2 separate regions of the Siniperca chuatsi genome follow, and region 1 is linked to region 2. A link is a contact called in public Hi-C data. All regions are on one chromosome and are shown on one strand. The core of a region is the stretch at or near the end of the contact, and the rest is flanking DNA. Distances in the headings are between cores, read along the strand shown. Region 1 holds the start of foxp1b (forkhead box protein P1-B). Region 2 holds the start of zgc:113054.

Region 1 (3,275 bases), core at 46-2,545, 240 kb after region 2:
GCAGACAAGCCACACCAAAACAACAGCCTTCAATAACGTCGGTGATGCCAAATAAAAGTCGGCCTGCTTATTAGCTAAAGCTGTAGGCTGTTCCAATTATAATAACTATACGTTAGTTTAGGGCAGTTGTAATGTCTTCCTCCGGTTTTTCGGAGTTTGGAGCACAGCTAGCACGTGGGGAAAAGCTCCTTCCCTGGTCTTACTCCAAAGAAATCACGGCACTCTTTAACTTCCCTTTCACCGTGTGAAGATAAAAACTTTTACGGCTCTATCCTTAACAGGTAGCGTTATAATTACGGACTGTTAACGGCTATCGCTTACCAGCACTTTATGCCAAACTAAGGTTATAAAGATGCCGGGGTCTCATGAGTAGCCTCAACTAAGTTAGAAACCCAACTTTCCAAAAAAAAAAAAAAAGTAGAGGATACAACACTCGTAGTTACAAAAAGCACTCTTATAACAGCTGCTCGTTACATAGACATTAAACAGCGCTACCAATCAGCCTACGTGAAAATAATACAGGTGTTTGTTTACTTGTTTATTTCACTAATTGTAACAATTCTAGGAAACAGCAGGAAAATAAAACGAAGACAAACTCCGTGTGTGTTGAGTGCAGCAGCAACAGCAGCAGGTATGTAGATACGATAGGCTACAACAAGGCTAATGTTAACATTATGATAATAGTGAAACTTACCAGAATGGAAACGCTTTACAGCAGCTAACAGGCGCACGCGGAGGGTACCGATTTGCTAGTAGGCTATGAGATAACGAACCAGTCAGTGCACGCGAGCTTGTGTACTGAGAACGCGTGCGACAACAAATCACACTGTAAACACCAACAATATTACTCCGCCCGCCTTGGTGTTGGTGGCGAGGTGGTGGTGGAGGTGGGGGGACTAACTAACTAACTTAACTACAAGGAGAAAGACACAATCTTACCGAGGGCGTCGAAAAAAAAGCGAAATGTGGAGTTTCACACTCGCTCCCTTCCAGTCCGCCTCGTAGGGAAAGGCACGAGCTCCTTTCTTAATGTTGTTATTAGATTTTAACACGCCGAGAAAAGAAGGAGAAAAAAAGGAAGAATCGCGGATTTGGATGTTGTTGTTTTGATGTTCCAAGTCCGTGACGTCATATCCACCTGCTGGGGTAAATAACGTTCATTGCTTCGCAGATCCTTCATAGAAACATCATAGTCACAAGTACAATTCAGTAGCACTTAGTAGCACTTAGTAGGTCCTTTCTATGGGGAAATGTAATGATATGCATTAGTTTTAGCTGAAAGTGTGACAGGAGAGAGGGGGCTGTCAGAAAAGCTAAAATGTCTAAGCTGACTAATTACAACTGAGGCAGAATGAACTTCTATTATTTCAGAAAATTCTCCTGTCTTTTTTTTTTTTTTTTTTTGATCAGTGGTTCATCATAATTGTTCCAAAGCTTCACTGCAAAAAAAAGAAAAAAGAAATGCTTTGACATAATCATCAACGATGTTTTAATTTCAACTGTGAGGAGTTTTAACTATTGAAGGGGGGTGGTGTTATGGTTTTGAAAGTGACAGTGTAGGCTAGATAACCAGAGTGCAGGTTCGTGCAGTTTGCTGTGGTTATATTTGCTGTGGGCCAATTCTTCATAATATTTTGAAGGGGACATGACTGCATCGAAATTTCAACAAAGTTATTAAGAATCTCTGCTTGGCATATTTTTTTTTGTGGTTGAAAAGGTTTTGCTCACCCGCTAAACAGTTTTCCCTTAACATGACTGTCACAAGAAGTGCAAAAACATTATGGCAGTAATTAAAATCTGTCACTTGCCCCCTGAAGACGAGAATTATCATGGGCCAGTTCAACAGTCCAGTTAACACTCATTGTAAAGCAACATTAATTTAACCTCAAGAGAAAATATTATAAGTCATTTTTTTGTCCTTGATCAAGGTCTGAGAAGCACAGCTCATTTCGCTGTGGACAACATTACATTTATCATGGCTGCATCTGGCAGGAATGCTGCTGATGAACCCTCTTCAGAAAGTCTGTTTCTTAGTAGAGAGCGCCACCCTCTGACCATGCCCCGTCACAGGAAAAACTACTCTAATATTTTCACAGAAAAACCACTTAATCTGTGGTATGTGAGTTTATGAGGATTTTACTTAATCTTTCAACGTACGCCTATTATACGCTATGTTTTCTACACATTGTACTGTGTTGCAGCTACTGTAACTGCTACAGTTACTGGCGGCAAACACAAATAATTATGGTAATCACAAATCACAAGTCACTGTGTTGTGGTCTATTACAACATGTTTGCTCTGCATGCAGCAGCGCACTGTTTTGCTGTCAAGCTCATGTCCTCTGAGCTAGCACTGTCATACTCACGCTCCTGTTCTGCTTCTACTGGTGATTGATCACTGGGCACAGAAATATAATCTTCATCAGGCCACGTCTTCATTTTCAATATTAAACAAAGTTCTGCTCTGCCGTGAACTGGACACACCAGCAACAACTGTACCGACTGTGACTGTAAACTAAGATAAACAAACGTCTTCATGTTTTTGTCTGCGTTAATTCATAGTAACAGTGACACAAAATGAGGCCAAATAGGAAAACACGACATTACAACAACACTATTTCCTGTTACCTGCATACCATGAAAAAAAAAAACCCCACTCACATACCTGGGGTCTCTAAAGAGTGTATAATATTTGGGGAGAAAGACATTTGGAAAGACAACAATTTACACCAATTATGTAACAAGTAGTTTCATCATGTACAGACATTAATCATACAGTAAGAGTTGTATCAAAGCCATTTAAAATGTATTTCTGTAGTTTTATTTTTCCTTTTTCTGAATGCATATTCTTGATCCCACAACTCAAAGTCGTCAAGCATAAAAAAATGCCATATTCTCTATGTAAAGATGCATTGTAATGAAAGATGAAAGATTTGACCTTTTGACAGCACTACTAAAATATTCTTATCTGGCCTTTGAACATGTCTGTTTTGCTCAGTGGTGAATTTATGATGACATTCTTATACTTAATGTAATTTTATCTCTTATGGTATTCTACATTATTCCCATTATATTCCTAACAGGATTTTCAGTTTTGCTATGATTTGTATAATAGAGCCAATCCTACAGGCTTTCATAGGATTACTGCAGGGGTTTTTTTTTTTTTTTTTTTTTTTTTTCAAAAGGTTGTAAACATGATTGTCTTATGTAATTAATGAGAACAATTCAAATGTTTGTACAGTGTTATGAAGACAATCTAACACATGATCTAAGCT
Region 2 (3,688 bases), core at 717-3,216:
TCTTCAGTAAGTCTTCCACTCTAGTGCTAAGACAGCTGCTGTTGCTGTCCCTAATCGTCCTGCTAAACACAACTGTGTTTACCATGTGCATTTCTTATCTTTTGGGAAAAAGAATTGTTCAACTATTAGATTGACTACTCAATAATATTCAGACATGCATGAATCAGTTTTCAGAATCATAGTACAAAGGTGTAAACTCAATCTGATTCCATATGTCTCTTTGTAATCCTTGAATATTATATATATAATACTAAATTTAACATGAATATAACCTCTTAGATATCAAGGTATGGTGAGCGTAAAGAAGGTATAATACAACTGTTATAACCTTGGGGGGGCTAGAAATCACTTTAAATCAAACCGTTTTAGCTGGACACAGCTGGTGCACTAGTGCTTGGTGCCAGCATACAGCGTGGCCTTCAATCGAATGTTGCATAAAAATACAGATAAAAAGAGAACCCAGACATAAAAACAGCTCTCTTTGACCTGGTATGATGAGATTGGTAAGGAGAACAAGGCCACCATATAATGCCAGTGTCTCTCCCCACCTCCCCTCTCAGAAATGTTCTCGAATATCCTATTTCTCCTGGCTAAAGCTGCACTAATCAATATTTATTAATAGATAAAATGTGTGTAATGTCAAAGGTGTCGCTCATAGCGACAAACCCACAGAGGTTGATCACCCGACTGCTGTCCCGATCAGCTCTGCGGAGCATTTTAGTCCATTTTGGATCATTGTTTTGGTTTTTTTGTCCCACTGTTTTAAACGAAAAAGCTGACTGTAAGCTACATGCCCTGCACCAAACAGCAGAAAGGCAAAGTTGGCAGCTGGTGAACATTTAGCAACTTAAGCCAAAACAGAAGACAAAAGCAGAGAGAACACTGAACTTTCATTTGTCATACAGAAACACAACTCCACATGAAAGCTAATGTTGCTCATGTATACTGGATGTGCAAATAAGCAAGTGTTTGCTAACATGCGTGCCATAACTTTTTATGGTGACAAAATGTCAATGTAGTGTTTACAGCTTGTTCCGCAGCCTCCAATTGGCCAATTAATAAATAAATAATTCGGCTTTAGGCTACATGCTACAAATTGAACAGTTAGCTGCTCTTGAGAGACAAAACTGTATGAGGCCAATATTTAGCAATTAAGCCTAAGTGTTTTTCCACATAATATTAAGTAAGTCAAAGATTTTCCTCGCATTTAGCAGACATTAGCAGGAAATCACAGGTGTGGTTAATTAAATGAATGATGGCTCCGTTCCATTAGATGTCCCAGTAAACCATGCCAGTGAGCGAGCATGCACAATGCAGTGCCCTGAAACTGGCCCACCTTGAACGGAAAGCAGCCATTCATAAATCAGAATCAGAATCAGAATCAGAAATACTTTATTGATCCCTGTAGGGAAACTCTTTGTTACAGTAGCTCGCCTTTACGTCAGTGCACACAGGAGAAAGTACTAGCAAACAATATGATACACTATAAAACACTATAAAAACAGGTCAGAAAATAAATTAAGTATCAGGTCGGTATAAGTATAAGATAAACTAAGTGTCAAGTACCAAGTGGGTTTACCGGTTGATGATGATAGTACAGTATAATAATACAATGTAACAAAATAAGTAATAAGTAGAGGGTGATATGTGAGTTTTGGTGCTTTTACAATTCATTTTTATGGTGATATTATGAAAAGACAGACATATGCACTTTTTTTATACTAACAATAAAAGAGTAAGTGTTTGCTTAAATGTTAAATGTCTTAGTTTTAAACACAGCTATGTAGCCTGTGATATTTTCTCTCTTTTTTTAAATGGTTGCTTATTTTGGGACCAGTCTAATCTAACCACTCATTTCAGGCACAAACCAACTGGTCAGTCACGTGGCTCTAATAAAATCAACCCCCCCCCAAAAAAAAAAAATGTTTTTTGATGCTCCCTGAACAGCTTCAGGCTGTGGTTGAACCCGGAGACCCTGTTTGATAATACGCCTGTGGTCCACGTGAGCACTTTCCCCCCCTGCGGGTTAACCCTTATGTTCTGACGCTCTCCAAAAGGTGAGCACGTGTCACGTGTTGGATAATGAACGTTGTGCAAGCTATCGGCAACTCCCCTTGCTCAACAACTTGCATAGCTGCAGTGATATAACATAAACTGTACCACCACAGCGGCAGGTAGCCCCACTGTGGCTAACAGCTACCGACGTCGTCACGCCCATAAACGTTCGCCATGCCAGCCGAAAAAGGTAAGACAGATCGTTGCTTAATTTTTTTTTTTTTTTTTAAACGTTGTGGCGGGGGTCTAAGTACATATCGTAAGGGCTAAACACGTATCAAAACTTTTAGGGACCAAACTCCACTGGAGTCCCGTGCATATCTGCACCTCGTTTATCAGATCAAAGTTGTGGATGTCGCGGTCTTAAGCAGACGTTTTTACGCTGAAAATACACTAATGTAAGAAGTACATATCTATCGGTCTGAAGTCGAGTGGCGTTCATATGAGCACGCTGTTAAGAAACGTACCCTTTTTAGTCGCTTTTGGAATAATTTAGAGGTAATTTAGAGGTAACATTCAACAACAATCGATTAATATTTTATGTCAAAAGTTACTTCGTTGTAGCTTATCAACTGTATGGTTCTGCTTCTTTTCTTTGCCTGGTGGTATAAATGGACAGTTTTGTCGGATAAAGCAAGCAATTTGAAGCCGTCACGTTTGGTCTTTAGGAAACTGCATTTTTCACAATTTTCTGACTTTCTTTTTTTTTTATAGACCAAACAATTCATCGAATAATTAAGAAAATCAGATCACTGGATAATGAACATAATGTAGAGTTGCAGCCCTACATCATATTGCCTGGAATAGTTGGTTACTAAAGTATCATTGCATGTTGTTATTCCCCCCCAGTTCCTGACACCCCAGTGGAAGTCCTTGTGGATCTCCTAACAAAAGCCAAGGAGATAGCTGCAGCAAGTGGTAATGTGCCAGAAGACTTGACAAGTCACTTGCAGAAGGCTCTGGCCATAGCCAGCGGCCTGGATGACTACCTGGAGAAAATGACCACACAGGAAAGTGAACCTCTGGCAGAGCTTTATAAGTATGCCTTGACTTCCTACACATGATCAGCTATAGCCCAAAAATACTTACTGTGTGAGGTGAATTTATTAATAGTTTCATTCATACTTTAATTGTAGAAAAACGATTTCCCATGACTGGGATCAAGTACACAAGGAGGGCAAAACCATGTTCCGGCTTCCTAAGGAGTGCATCACTGGACATGTTGAAGGTTGGACATTTACATGTGTACTGCTCTTTGCCATTATATTCACTGGTTTACCATAATGTGATAACTGGTGTATGTCTGGCAGGCCAGGCCCTGAAGATGCTGATCCACATGAGTCAAGCTAAGAGGGTCCTAGAGATTGGGATGTTCACTGGCTACGGTGCACTGTCCATGGCTGAAGGGCTTCCTGAGGATGGCTGCTTAATTGCCTGCGAGTTAGAGCCATACCTCAAAGACTTTGCACAGCCCATTTTTGACAAGTCTCCACATGGCAAGAAGATTACTGTCAAGACTGGATCCGCCATGGACACCCTGAAGGTGACAGAAAAAAAAAAACCCTGTCAGTATTGAAGGACTGTCAGAGAAGATTTGATCATGTTTTAAAGATCCTTCTAGGAGATTAAGTGG

The links. Hi-C and Micro-C count contacts between places; a contact is called where the count stands out from the background.
Region 1: a Hi-C map of an unstated tissue shows a contact between it and region 2, with 7 times the contacts expected there. The contact joins the promoter of foxp1b here to the promoter of zgc:113054 in region 2. A contact is called at or near these places in 2 of 3 Hi-C or Micro-C datasets (skeletal muscle and an unstated tissue).

Annotation. Positions count from the first base shown.
Region 1 is chrLG2:27,798,367-27,801,641 of ASM2008510v1, forward strand. foxp1b (forkhead box protein P1-B) reads right to left here and starts at 1,296. Exons shown (of 19, transcript XM_044181774.1): 1 at 940-1,296.
Region 2 is chrLG2:27,554,846-27,558,533 of ASM2008510v1, forward strand. It overlaps zgc:113054, which reads left to right and starts at 1,967. Exons shown (of 11, transcript XM_044174148.1): 1 at 1,967-2,245; 2 at 2,905-3,094; 3 at 3,192-3,283; 4 at 3,366-3,598. The coding sequence starts at 2,230.